Regions from separate parts of the Rattus norvegicus genome. Here region 1 is linked to region 2. The links are chromatin contacts, called in public Hi-C maps. All regions are on one chromosome and are shown on one strand. Each heading gives the region's core, a stretch centred on a gene start, on an enhancer-like site or on the middle of the called end of the contact. The rest is flanking DNA. Distances are from core to core; before and after follow the strand shown.

Evidence for each region. Hi-C and Micro-C count contacts between places; a contact is called where the count stands out from the background.
Region 1: a contact with region 2 is called in a Hi-C map of psoas muscle, with 2.3 times the contacts expected there. The contact joins the promoter of Kcnc4 here to the enhancer-like site in region 2. A contact is called at or near these places in 2 of 12 Hi-C or Micro-C datasets (frontal cortex and psoas muscle) and 1 of 1 datasets of contacts at active chromatin or transcription factors (oligodendrocytes).

The regions. Positions count from the first base shown.
Region 1 is chr2:197,787,096-197,790,154 of GRCr8, reverse strand. It overlaps Kcnc4 (potassium voltage-gated channel subfamily C member 4), which reads left to right and starts at 1,722. Exons shown (of 4, transcript NM_001415110.1): 1 at 1,722-3,059.
Region 2 is chr2:197,739,513-197,742,875 of GRCr8, reverse strand. No RefSeq gene overlaps it. Among named protein-coding and RNA genes, the nearest start is that of Kcnc4, 47 kb to the left of the region's middle. Within about 2 kb of position 1,390, at least 25 of the 93 cell types and tissues checked have an H3K27ac peak or open chromatin away from gene starts, as enhancers often do.

The sequences.
Region 1 (3,059 bases), core at 473-2,972, 47 kb before region 2:
TTTTTTCCTGGCAAGGCTCCCCCTCTGTGCTCCCCAGACACTCATCCCCATCCCACCAGTATTGCAGGATGGAAGCACAAACTGGACAGAGCTCTCCCGGGGCTGGAGACAGATGTGTGATCAGTGTCTGGAACAGCTTCTGGAAAGTACTGTGTGCTCAATGAATCAACAAATCAAATTTGGGATGCTGTAGCCTGCTTCCTTCCTTTCTCCTGCCAGCACTAGCCACTTGTCTCTTTTCTCAGGCTGAAGAGTGGAAAGTGAAGAGAAGGTTTTTTTTTGTTTTTTTGTTTTGTTTTGTTTTGTTTTTGTTTGTTTTTTTGGCCAGGACACAATCCTGAGAGGACTTTAATGTCATCACAGTCAGGACATCAATATCCTCTTGGTAGTGCTTCCTTTCTCAATTCGGTCCTAGGCAGTCCTCGATCTTCTCTTCTCAGTCATGTTGAAGTATTTCTTTTGCTGCACTAAACTCTGGAATCCAGACATAATATCTAAGAGTAAGGGAGTACCCAAAGAGGATACCCACAAATGAGTGCTTCTAACTACAGTCAAGATGGTGGTATGGGCCTGTCCTGAATGCTAGTACACATGATAATTTGGGGTTGTTTGTTTGTTTGTTTTGCTTTTGTTTTCTGGGGTTTTAAAACCCTCATTAATGACAAGACCTTTGCTTTATAGAAATCCCTTGCGTTTACATTGGCCCTTTAACCTCTCTCGGAGCTGCCTGTTCCAGATCTCAGGTGGTACGCACATGTAGTGTCAGGTGGTCAGGTGTGATGTGTCAATCACCTTGTACTTCTGTTTAAAAGTCCTCCCTGTATCTCCCAGAGTTCCTGAAGCAGAGAGAAGGGGAAGAGATGAAGAGGGAGGATATTAAAGATGTAGGTGTGGTTCTACGCTTAAAAAAAAAAAAAACCCTAAAACTAATGAATCTGGAAATTGCTTCTGGGAGAAGGCCAACAAAGTCTAATGCTTCATGTTTTGGATACAGCAGCTTCTCAATTACTTAGCAAATAGGTCCTCAGAGGCGGCCACTGTGGGTGTTATCGAGATGAAAAAGCACAGTGCAGCCTAGAGGAACCCGCAGTCTGGGAGAGAAGACAAGGCAGAGACAAGTGCAAGGACTGGAACAGCAGTAGGACCCTAAGATAGCATGAGGAAGAGTGTGGCGTCTCCTAGGTTCCCTTCACTGCAACAGGGAGCCAGGCCTTCGACCTGATCATCTTCAGGAACACACTCATAAACCATTTCTCCACGGACAGCAGCAGGCTTAGAGCTTCCCTCCACCTAGACCAGAAACATTTCTCTGCCCAAGGCCATGCTGTCCTGGCTCCAAGGTGGAAGCTGTGGTGACTATGTCAGAGATCATAAATATCAAGATCCAGAGTGTCCAAGACACAGGATGGGGCCACGGTGGTCAGACCATGTTTCGGGAAGAGGAGAGGACAGTCTCTTCTTTGATGTACAGTCTTGCCACTCTATTCCATCCTGGCTTCCAGTCAGCCACAATGAAACAGTGAAACCACAACAATACGAGCGGGGTAGCTGTAAGAGGTGTAGAGAAAGAGACAGGAAGAGAGGTTAAAGGTCAGGGGTCGAGAGCGCTTGGGTGTCACCAAGGGCTGCAGTGGGTGGAGCTGAGGGCTAGGGAGAGGCGGGGAGTGGGGCAGAGAGGGGATGGCAGCGGAGGCGCGCAGGGGCGGCGCGCGACGCTGGGCACTGGCTGCTAGCGGGTTACGCGCCTCCGCTGGGCTGGGATGCGCGGATGAAGGCTGAGCTTTGCTGCCGGAGCTCCGCAACGCCCCAGGTCTGCCTTGCGCCTTGCCGCGCCCACCCCGCCCCCCGGAGGGCGCGCCCGGGTCAAGCGAGGCCGAGAGGAAAAGGCGCCACTTGGAGCGTCGCATCCTCTGTCATCGCGGGAGGGAGTCGCAGAAACCTCTGAGCCCCATTCCTCTGGCGCCCAGGCGCTCCCATCCCTAGACCACCTCGCGCCCGCCCCTAGCAAGGAGCCAAGGCCGGCGCCCCGCCCGGAGATGGGCAGACGCGCAGATGGCGCGGCTCCCGGCGCCGCCAGATCGCAGGAACCCGGCGCCGGGGCGCTGCGCTGAGGCTCCCTCTTGGAGCGGCCTCGGAAGCCTGCAGGTGTCCTTGACCATTCGGCCACCGCCCGGGACACTCCTCCGCCAGCACTGGGTGCCTGGCTCTTCAGAGCAGCCCCGCCCTCCAGGCTCTGCGCCGCGCAGGACGCCCCGTCTGAATCCCCCCCTCCCCGTCCCGGCGCGGCCCCCGCAGCGCTGCACCCAGCCCCGCGCAGCTCCCGGCCGCGGACGCAGGACCCAGGCTCGCTGCAGCGGGCGCGCTTGTTTTCCTGTCGCCTGGTCCTGCGCAGCTCCCACCCGCTGGTCCGTCTCGCTCGGCTCAGCCCCGCCCGCCATCGGTGCTCCGCGCTGGATTTATGAATGGGGGCAACAGGCCACATGCCCGCCACCGCCGCCTCGAATTGACCGCACACTGCCCGGCCCCGCAGAGCTCTGGCTACCGTAAGAACATCCGCCTGGCCCCGGTAGCCACTCCGAAGACTTGTTGCTGTTACGCTGCTGCCTCCGCCGCTGCCGCCGCCCGGAGAAACCCTGCCGCGTCCAGGCTCGCCGGGTTCTAGGAGCCAAAAGGTGGCCCGTGTGAGTGTGAGCGAGCGAGCGCGCTGCGGACCCTGGCAGTGCTCTGGGACTGTGCGCTTCTCTGTCTTTCTGGGGTTGGGGGGGGCGTGTCCCCGGCCCGGAGCATCCTTGTGCTTGCCTCAACCTTCTGAGACCCCGGACCCCTTGGATTGAGTCCTCGACCCTGGTCTTCACCTCCTGCCTCCCCTAGGTTCTTCCTGCCAAATCCCAACCACCTGTGCACCACAAAAAGCCAACTCTTCCTGCTCCGAGCCCCGGGGGGGTGGGGTGGGGGGGAGGCAGGGGCAGAGCCACTCTGCAGAAGGGGCCGCCACCACCTCCTGCCTCCTCCTCCTCCACCACCTCCTCCTCCTTCTCGTCTCCTCCCCCTCCCCGTTC
Region 2 (3,363 bases), core at 141-2,640:
GTAGCCCCAAGAGCCTTCCACAGCAGGAGGGGACAGGAAAGCGTCAGAGGCTAGCTGCTTTCACCTGACGGAGGAAATAGAGCAGAAGGAAGGAACGATCTGTACTCTTAGCTGCAGGGTGGCAGAGAGAACCTGAAGTAGCTCTGCTCTGCCCTGCCCCTCCCCACAGGTATCCCTGGGGGTTCCTTGCCAGGCCTGAGGATGAAGTAGCTCATATTTGTTCTCACTCTCAGCCACACCCTGGAGGGTTTGGAATGCTTCCAGGAGCCCTGCCCCTTCTCTGTCCCTGCAGGGTCTGATCCCCAACACTCACCCTAACATTGTTAGGTGATCTGGGGCATCATTTGTACCTAAGTTACCTGCCCATACTGGGTATCCAAGGACAGTCCCCAAGAGCAGTGGTCATGTTCCATTTTTCCCATCTGTGGTTTATCTGCCTGAGGAGGAGGCTGGAACTGGAGCTGCGGCTGGAGCCAAGTGTGGGACACCTGCTTTTTTTTTTTTTTTTAGCAGTCTTGGCATGGGCTGCATGGCTTTAAACTCTGTACAGTCTCCTGCTCTGGGAAATGCAGAATTAATTGAATGACATGTGCAGTGATTACGGGAAGACAGAGATGGGTTGGAGGAGGACTGTCTGTAGATCCCGCCAGAGAGACTAGGAATTAATTCAACTTGTCACTTTATGGTGAGCTCCCTTAGCAGGTGTCAGCTAAACGGTCACCTCATTTATCCCGAATACAGCATGTCATAGCCTGAGCATGCACTCCGCAGAGCTAGCCAAAGCCTCATGGAGGCCCAGAGAGAGGCTACAAGACGAGGGTGGGACAGGCCGCGGCTGGAACCACAGCGCCGTTCTATTCTATCCCATTACATCTAATCCGGTATCAGCTTACTGCCTACTAGGTGCTAGAAACAGTGCCAGGGTTATACGCAAGAGGATCTTCCAGCTGAAGCAGCTCGTTGCTCTAGCAGACATATCGGCCCGATAGATGCATAGCGTAGCTAGACTCCCGCGGCTAATCTTGACTTCAACTCCCCGGTATGGTCTGCTGAGATCAGGGAACATACATGCTCTTTTAGTCACCCCTGCAACCTTGGTGCCCTGCACAAAGCCTGGAGCCGAGTAGGTGCTGAATATACGTTTACTGAGTGAGCAGATGAACAAATGCTCAAACAGTCTGAGTCAAGCAACAATACCCCCAAAACTCTATGAAGAGTAAGGATTCAACAGGCTTCTTGCTGATCGCCCCCTTCAAACCCTTCAGTTTCCTCTGGGGCGCAGGGCAGGCGGACCTCAGCTCTTCTCACAATCCCTCTCTCTAGACTTGAGCTCTACAACCTCGCATTCAAGCCCCAGTCCAAGTCCCCCAAGTCCAAACTGGCAAAGATACTAATATTAGCAGGTCAGAGTCAGCACAGAGATTCTTTAAGATGCTTTGACTGGCTGAGGGGCCCTAGACAGAGCCAGGTGTATTTTTAGCTCTCTGGGTATCTGGAAAGGTATTGAAATGCAGCCGATGTTGCAGACACCCGGGCAAATCAGTATTCTGCTGCTGGCCTCCCCATGCCAGCAGTTTCCATTCAGTGTCTCTGGAGCAAGGGTTGCCATGGAGATTGAGTGCCAGGACAACTGAACTCCCTGTCAGAAAGCCACATCACAGGTAGAGCTCTGGGCCAATGAGAAGCAGGGAGCTCCCTGGATAGCCACATCTTCCTGCCTTGAAGATAAATGGTGTCGGAACTCCCTGGCACCCTTGGAAGGGGTCAGTCAGAAGACGGAGGGCATTGTCTCTGGAGTTGCATTCTTTAAAGGGATTAAGTCTATTTCTCATACAAACACCCCCCCTTCTCCTTTCTCCATGGAATTTTGGTTTTCCTGAATGGTGGTTTGGAGGACATGAGGGAGATAAAGGGAGGTGGAACGGGCAAGTTCTGACATAAACCTGAACATACATATGTGATGTGTGAGGTTGGAAAAGGCCAGGCGACCCCAGTCCCAAAGCTGTTAGAGTTACAGAGTCCCTCTCTTCTGGGTGGCACTGCATAGGACCCCCCCTCATTTTATCTTTGCTGTTCCGTGTCCCTGATATGCTAAGCAACTGAGATGAAAACGGGATGCTCCAAGAAGCTGGTAGCCCACTCACACTGGCAAAGCCGGTCAGCCGCAAAGCCACGAGCGCATCCACACTGTATCACATCAAAGACTCTCTTAGACAATTTAGCCTTATCTTCACATGGCATAGCGAGTAACTGAAGCCCAGAGAGAACACAGAACATAGAGAACAAAGAGTTTTAGCTCTTTGGGTATCTGGAAAGGTATTGAAATGAAGTCAATGTTGCAGACAGTGGACAGGGGGTCTGGCAGGGACAGGGGCAGGGTCATTTGCTAAGTTTTCTTCTCATCCTCCCAATCTCTTTCCAGAGAAATGTGCTGTCTTCGACATTTTCTGGACTGACCTTTAGCAACGGAGGACTATAATCAGTTGCTGTTAGTGGAGAATTTATTTCAGGTACTAAACATTAGTTTATTCTTGCTCATAAAACAATTCATGCTTATGAGGTTGAAATAGGAGGATCACAAGTTTTAGACAAGCCTGGGTACAGAGCGAGTTCAAGTCACGCCTGTCTCAAAATAGAAAGCAGAACAACAATAACAACACAAAGGAGTCCAGAGGCAGTAATTCTGGAACTGGGATGGCAGAGGAGCCCAGTCTTTAGGGATGAAGGTGCTTTTTACTTTTCTTCATCGCTGTCCCAAGCACAGAGTTTTAATTCTAAACTGTTCAGAAAGGCTGTTGTATCAGGGCCATTACACCCACATTCCATATAGGTAACGTGGAGAGAAAACTGACAGAAGGGTGTGTGTGTGTGGGGGCCTGCATGGGTGGGTACATGCACATGCGCATATGCATATGCACACACACACGAACACATGTACACTTGCACACCAGTGTGCGAGTTTTCTTCTCATCCTCCAAAATAAAGTCCCCACTAACAGCAACTGGAAAGAGATTTGGAGGATGAGAAGAAAACACCAGTGTGTGTGTGTGTGTGTGTGTGTGTGTGTGTGTGTGTGTGTCTGTGTGTGTGTGTGTGTCTGTGTGTGTGTCTGTGTGTGTGTGTGTGTGTGTCTGTGTGTGTGTGTGTGCATGCCCTCCTGCCACCTCCTTTCATGCTTTATCTTTCTCTGTCAAAGCTCCATTTAAAACCTATTAGCACCTGCTGGCTGAGAAGGAAGCAGGGGAAAAGCTGTCTTTCTTTTTTTTTTTTTTTTGACATTTTATACTATGCATTAATAATTTTTTTTGCTCTTTTTTTTTTTTATTAACTTGAGTATTTCTTATATACATTTCGAGTGTTATT